Linked DNA regions of Pan troglodytes: region 1 is linked to region 2. Evidence: chromatin contacts called from public Hi-C data. All regions are on one chromosome and are shown on one strand. Each heading gives the region's core, a stretch centred on a gene start, on an enhancer-like site or on the middle of the called end of the contact. The rest is flanking DNA. Distances are from core to core; before and after follow the strand shown.

Region 1 (3,260 bases), core at 31-2,530, 200 kb after region 2:
AACAGAACCTTATTAAAGGAATTTCAGCACTTTTCAGTTTTCTCAAATTGTCACACCTTTCCCCAAACCACTTCGTAGATAACAAGAAAATTCACGGGCTTGTCTTTCTTTGGGCTTAACATAATTTCCCCACTAATCTAAAGATCCCCCCAAAAGTTAATTAATTTCTCAGATTCCCTTGGTAACTAATCGAGAGTTTAAAACATTCTCAAAGAATTTTTGACTCTTTAATCAATTATAATTCTGTCCTAAGTAGCTATATGCCCTCAGGCAATTTACTTTGGGCCTCTGAGATACAAATTTCTCGTCTGTAAAAACCCGAATTAAAAGTATCGCCCTTCCTCTTGGGTTGTGAGTAGAATTAGATGAGATAATGTAAGTAAAGTTCTTGATACATGGGGGGTGGGGGCGGGAGGGCTCAGCAAGGCGCACCTTATTTCACACGTGCCTCTCCTTTGCATATTCATGTGTCCTCTATTTAAAGGCCAGTGTGTCATACTAAGGGTTTTCTCTTTCTTTTTCTCCAGGACACATTATATTTCCTACTCCTTAACTCTCTTCTAAGAGACCTTGTTTGTCAATCATGTACTTATGCAACTTCTCCATTCTACATTACACTGAAGAACAAGACCTAACAGGATTTGGATAAAACCAGTAACAGAACACTCTTCCATCTCCCTATCCACTTCCCCCTTCCCCTCCCCCCAAAACCAAAACCAAAACCAAAACCAAAAAAACCTTACAAACAAACGGGGGAAAAAAAACCCCAGTGTGACAGAGAAAACCCAAAAGTTATCAATTCAGTAATCTCCATTTAGTGTTTAAAAAAGAATGTCAAAAGGGTAGCTTGCAAGTAAGAATAAAAGAGGTTTTTCATGACCAGCTTTTCCCATTCCCCATTATCCCTCAGCAGCAGCTTTTGGTGTCTCTGGTACGAGGCAAGGTGTCGAGGGGGGCCATATTAACCCCCTGTGAATGCCTGGCCGATAATTAACATCTTGGGTCCGAGAACCGATACAATGAGCTGGGGGAACGGAATCTTTCTCAACCAGTAATAGGTAATTGAACGCTTTTGCTGATTTGATTATAAGGAATAACTCTTGGTGATTAAAACCAAAGCTGGGTTAAAATCCTAAAGCTGGGGGACAGCTGAAGCACCCACTTCACGACTTAACGTTTCAGGAATATGAATTCTATGTTCAGAAAATTTCCCCACACTCTTCTTCGCTGGCACATTCACTGATGTAGAAAATGCCAGGAGCCCCGGGGGTGTGATGTTTCCGGTGGATAATGTCTCCCGTCCCCTGCCCCGGGGCCCAGACAGTTGGTGCTTAAGCGTCTACAATGTAGAGTTTCCTGCATTTTCCTCGGGCCGCCATTTGTCTACCTGTCCCATCCAGGACATCTCCCTAAATAATCTCTAAGTGGAAAAATCACGGTCCTCTAGGAGATTTATCCGGGAACGAACGTGCGTGGGGCAGTTCAAATTCCTGAGCTCAGATTTCGTTTCCCGCGGTCGGTGGGGCCCGAGGGATCCGCACAGCTGTGCCTGAGAGGTGCTGCTCTCCCGCCACCGAAGTCGCTGGGAAATTCTGCTGCACTGACGTGTGAGACATTTTAATCTCGGATGTTCTAATCCTGCGAGCAAAAAAAAAAAAAAAAAAAAAAAGTTTGAACCAGGTACTGGGCTTTTGTCACGGTGAACCCCACCCGCGCCGTCCCTTCATTCACTCAGGCGAGGTGGCTTGGATTTGCACCTCGTTGAAGAAGCCTCCCATGCGACATCTCCGCCAGCACCCCGCGCGGACTTGGCTGGGCGGCGGCGGGGAGTCAGCTTGTCCCCGCACGGCGGCCGGGACCGCAGCCCCTGGGTGCGCAGTGCGCCTCTCGCTGCGCCCTCCTAGAGCGCGGGTCCCCTGCCTGTGCCCGGCGCGACGCGATCTCCCTGCTAGTCGGGCTCCGCGTGCTCCGTGTGCTCCCCGCGCTCCCCGCAGCCTCCGCGCAGCCCGCAGCGCCCTCCAGCCCCGCCTCGCGGCCGCGGGAACCCGGCGCCTGCAGCCCCGCCCGGAACCGACCGCCAGGCGCTGTTGCCGCCGGCCACGCAACGCGGGGCCTCTGCGTGGCACCAGCCCCAGGTGCCTTGTCTCGGGTCGTGCTGTCGCGCGACACTGGGGACCCAAGAGGCCGCCGGCTCCTCAGCTGGCCCCACAGCTTCCCTGCGGCTCAGCGGCCTCCCACCCAGGAGAAACCCACATTTGATGACAGTTTTGAATCAAGCCGAGCATTCCCCCAGATGTTCAGCTACCTCAATTTCTAATGATTCCACAATCCCTTGTGATTCATCTCTTTCCTCCTAAGGGTTGCCAATGGCTCAAAGTTTAGACTTGGGATATAAAAAACTCTATTCACAGCCTTATTAGGAGGAGTAGGTGGGGAAGGGGAACTGGATACTGAATGGATTTTTTAATCTACGGAGAAAAATCACTCAACTGAGACCCGGCCTCTTTAATTTTCCTTTCTGAATCTCAATGACTTCCTCTATAAAATAAAATGCAAAACAATGATATCTCACCTGCGTCAGAAAGTTGGTCACATGGTCTCATGAAGTCTCTTTCAAGTCTAGGATCTCTATGATTTTGTGATCAGTAGATTGAAATTTAAGATTAGAAACAGGTTATTTCTTGAAAGCAGTAAATGGAGGGCATTATGTGTGAATCAAGTACCAGAAGCAGGGGGTCTTTGTCTCTCCCTCTCCCCAGATGGGGCAGGGTCTCCACACTCCGAAATGTTAGTGTCAGTAACACATAATCAGGAAGTCGAATATGCGGATTATCTAGTCCTTTAGGATTCTTTGCACCATTGATTCTTTCCACTAATATTGATAACCCAAAGTTAATGACATATTGTGAGTTTCTCTTCTTTGCCTTCATGTTTTCAATCCTGGAGACAGAAAAAGGAACTAATTCTCTTCTTTTAAAACAAAAACAAAAACAGAAAAAATCAATCCCATTGATCAATGTGGAAAACCAAAGACCCAAGACTCCCCTGTGCCAAATCACTCCCATGACCCTCCACTATGATTCAAATTGGAGTGTTCTGGAAAATGCCGGTTCGAATTGCAAGGAGGCAGAATCAATCTCTCTCTCTCTCTTAAAAGGAGACACAGGCACTTCTCAGGGACATTCCCTTATGTCTTTTTGATGCAGGAGGTTTAAGAGTCTCCATCTTAAAGCCCGCTGAGTTGGCTGAATGCTGACTTT
Region 2 (3,275 bases), core at 489-2,988:
TGTGTATAGAACTCAGGACTTTGAGCTAGACAAACCTGAGGTTAAAACCTAATTTCATTATTGGCTGCCTTAAGATCCAGTTGTTTAACATCTGTCTCTGTTTCCTCAGCTATGAATACAGGATAGTAGTAATCCTTGCATCTCACTAGGTTCTTGTTAGGATTTAAAAAATACAACAGGTATAAGGTACACAGCACACCTCTCTAACACACTGAGAAGCACTGTGACATGCTCACCCACACTATTATTTTACCCAACATCATGCAAAACAGTCACAGGGAAGACCAGGCAAAAGAGAATGATCAATAATCCAAAATTCAGCTCCAAACCTAAAAAAGTTTTCAGAAGGCACATGCATATACAGAAGCATTTACGTGCACAAATATCAGCACACTAATCCTCAAGCCCCATTACGCAGTACAAAGGACAGAAAGACAGCAGTGAGACCAAGGTTATTTCCAATAAAGGATTTGCAGGGCCACAGAGAATTAGCAAATAAAAACTTGTTTTTTAAAATAACAAATAAGAAAGCACAGTTTGGAACTCCTTATCTTGGGCCTCAGTTTTCTTTGCCTGTATAATGAAGGCACTGGGCAACATTTCTAATGGGTTTCTATACCCAAAATTCTGTGATTCTAACATAATGGGTTTAACGCCACTGTACTTCTTTTAACCTGTTAAATTACTCTGCCCTTTACAAAAAGCCACAGAACCCTTATGAATTATACCATTTACGATTTTAAGGGTGTTTTCACTCACTTATACACACACACACAATATTAAGCAGCTCTCCTCAACAAATATCTTTAAGGGGAAACCAATTTTTTTTTCATGCCATCACTATGAACTCAAAACTAATTCAGGATGTGACCACGTTAATTTTCTGTATCATACAAAACTATCCACCGGACTGATTTTTTTCCGCCTCAATGAATTCACTAAATTGGCATATTATGTTGGTGTCATGTGGATATAGGTTAGCTAACTTAGGTAAATTTCAGGCAATACTTTCCTCTTCCAAAAATGACCCACAACAAAGATGTGGTGTGTTTTAATGCTGCTCTTAATTGTTCAAACACTCGTTCATTTGACAATCTTTTAACAATACCTGAACACCTCAGTAAAACTAAACAGTCACAGGGGGAAAAGCTCAACTTTTAAACTAAGGGAGAAAGATGTAGTACCTGTCATAGACCAGCAGTAAATACATGTAACAGATGTGACCAGACCTGATCTAACAAGTTCTTTAGAATATATCATTTTAGTGGCCCAACTTTAAAACGACTTTTTAAAAAGATGTCAAAGCTAGGATGTTTATCTTTTCCTCACAAGAGTCAAAAGTAACCAAATAAACTGTCCTTCTGCTATATCAGAAAATTAAGTCCATACTCATCAATAAATTATAGACTCTTCAGATGATTTTCTTTTTTTGGTAACTTAGGCATCCTACTTTTCAATGAGAATAATTTTCCAATCATCCAGGCATGTGGATGCTTTTAGTTTGTTTTAAGATCAATGATATAACGGATATTAAATCCCTTTGTTTAAGTTACCATATAGGTTATAACTATTTCTTAAAAATAATTCCAGAGCCCACCAATTTTCCCTGTTAAGGTCATCGAAGCTCTGAACCATCATGGCTGAATTGTTTTAGTGCTTTCTGCTGAACACCTGCAAACATCAAACAAAAACTGCTAGTCCTTTCCTGGGTTGACAAAAGCCTTTCATGTGAAAAATGCTCCCTGGGAATGTCAGGCTGTAGCTCAGGTTACATTCCATTCTCCCTAGCAGCCTCACCATTTCTTAAGGTGGTAGGAAAAACCATGTTTGTGAAATGAAAGATTAAAGGGAATATGGCCACACTTTATTTTTATTCTCACATTGCAAATCACTATGGAGCATCCTATATTAATGGAATCAAAAGCTATTGGGAACTTTAAGCATGGATTATTACCATGCCTCACTTTGAAAAACCATAGCTGATTTTTCAAATAGGAACAGTCTACTTATAGTTTAGATCTTTCCTAAATCCAAGTTTCAAAGCAATCCATGAAAGGGACATCTGAGTCCACTCAAGACAATGGATATTAACTTGAAGTAAATTTAGAAAATTATTTCTCTCTCCAAAGTTTCCTAGTTGATCCTTCCAATTAAAGGGCAAAATGCAGTATTCATGATTTTTAAAATGTATTACGCTTTTTAAAAGATTTAACTCTTTTAAGTGGAAATACAACCCGTTTTCTTAACTAACAGCCCTGTGTTCAAATATTATCTTGACAGAGGAAAACTGAACACTCCAATCTGTACCCTACATATTATAATCACCATCATACTACATGAAATGAATACCCTGCATTCTCATTCAGGCTGCTAGAATAAAAGGACCATTACACTTTTTACCCTTACAAGTAAACATTTGGTCCTGAAAACACCATTTCTGGTACAACGTAACTTAAAGTTCCACACCTTCAAAATAATCACTGTGTATGCATTAGAAGCAGTGTAACATGACTTATTAAGAGTGAAGTCTCTCTCCAGGTTTGCATGCATGAACATATGTGTGTATGTGTATGTGTGTATGTGTGTGTGTTATTGTCTTCAGAACTGTGTAAGTGTTGATATATCATCACTTACCAAAATGCATTAATACATATTCAACTTATTAAGCCTGTATTCTCTATAAACATTTAAACATCATATCAAGAACTTTATTTAAATGTGAACATAGAAAATGGATCAGACATACAGTTGTCTTTTTAAATGTAACACAATCTCATATTTCTAAACACCTTACTTTATTAAATATCTAATGTAATATACTTAAGTTATTCTAAATGCATATTTTCACAACATTGCAAACTAGTCTTTTAGCATTGACTTTAAAAGTAGTCTATCTCTGTGTCTGTCTGACATAAGCTACTTTTAGATTGAAACTGAATACACATTTTTAAGTTAAGTCATAAAAAAATTACTGTCAAAAACAGTTAGTTTTGATCTTGTCTAACATGAAAAATTAATTTGCCCACAAAAGATACTTGTCCTTACCTTTACATCAAACATGCATATTAACATTTTCCATCTTAAAAGTTGCATAGAAGATACCATACAGAAATTTAAAGATATAATACTAATATAAAAACTATCCCAAATCCCTAAGTGGAAAACATAACCAGGTCCAGGATAGTAAAACACAAACATATTGTCTGTCAATGGTCCTTTTAATCAATGTGCACCAGAAAACTAAAATAAAAATACAAGAAGCATCTCACATTTTT

Evidence for each region. A called contact is a pair of places that touch in the nucleus more often than the background predicts.
Region 1: a Hi-C map of induced pluripotent stem cells shows a contact between it and region 2, with 2.1 times the contacts expected there. The contact joins two enhancer-like sites. A contact is called at or near these places in 2 of 7 Hi-C or Micro-C datasets (induced pluripotent stem cells and stem cell-derived neural progenitor cells) and 1 of 1 datasets of contacts at active chromatin or transcription factors (stem cell-derived excitatory neurons).

Annotation. Positions count from the first base shown.
Region 1 is chr17:65,836,326-65,839,585 of NHGRI_mPanTro3-v2.0_pri, forward strand. No RefSeq gene overlaps it. Among named protein-coding and RNA genes, the nearest start is that of TCF4, 140 kb to the left of the region's middle. Within about 2 kb of position 1,281, at least 14 of the 24 cell types and tissues checked have an H3K27ac peak or open chromatin away from gene starts, as enhancers often do. A contact at or near this core is called in induced pluripotent stem cells, where this site is marked.
Region 2 is chr17:65,638,698-65,641,972 of NHGRI_mPanTro3-v2.0_pri, forward strand. The region is part of intron 4 of TCF4 (transcription factor 4); the gene reads right to left. Among named protein-coding and RNA genes, the nearest start is that of TCF4, 54 kb to the right of the region's middle. Within about 2 kb of position 1,739, at least 4 of the 24 cell types and tissues checked have an H3K27ac peak or open chromatin away from gene starts, as enhancers often do. A contact at or near this core is called in induced pluripotent stem cells, where this site is marked.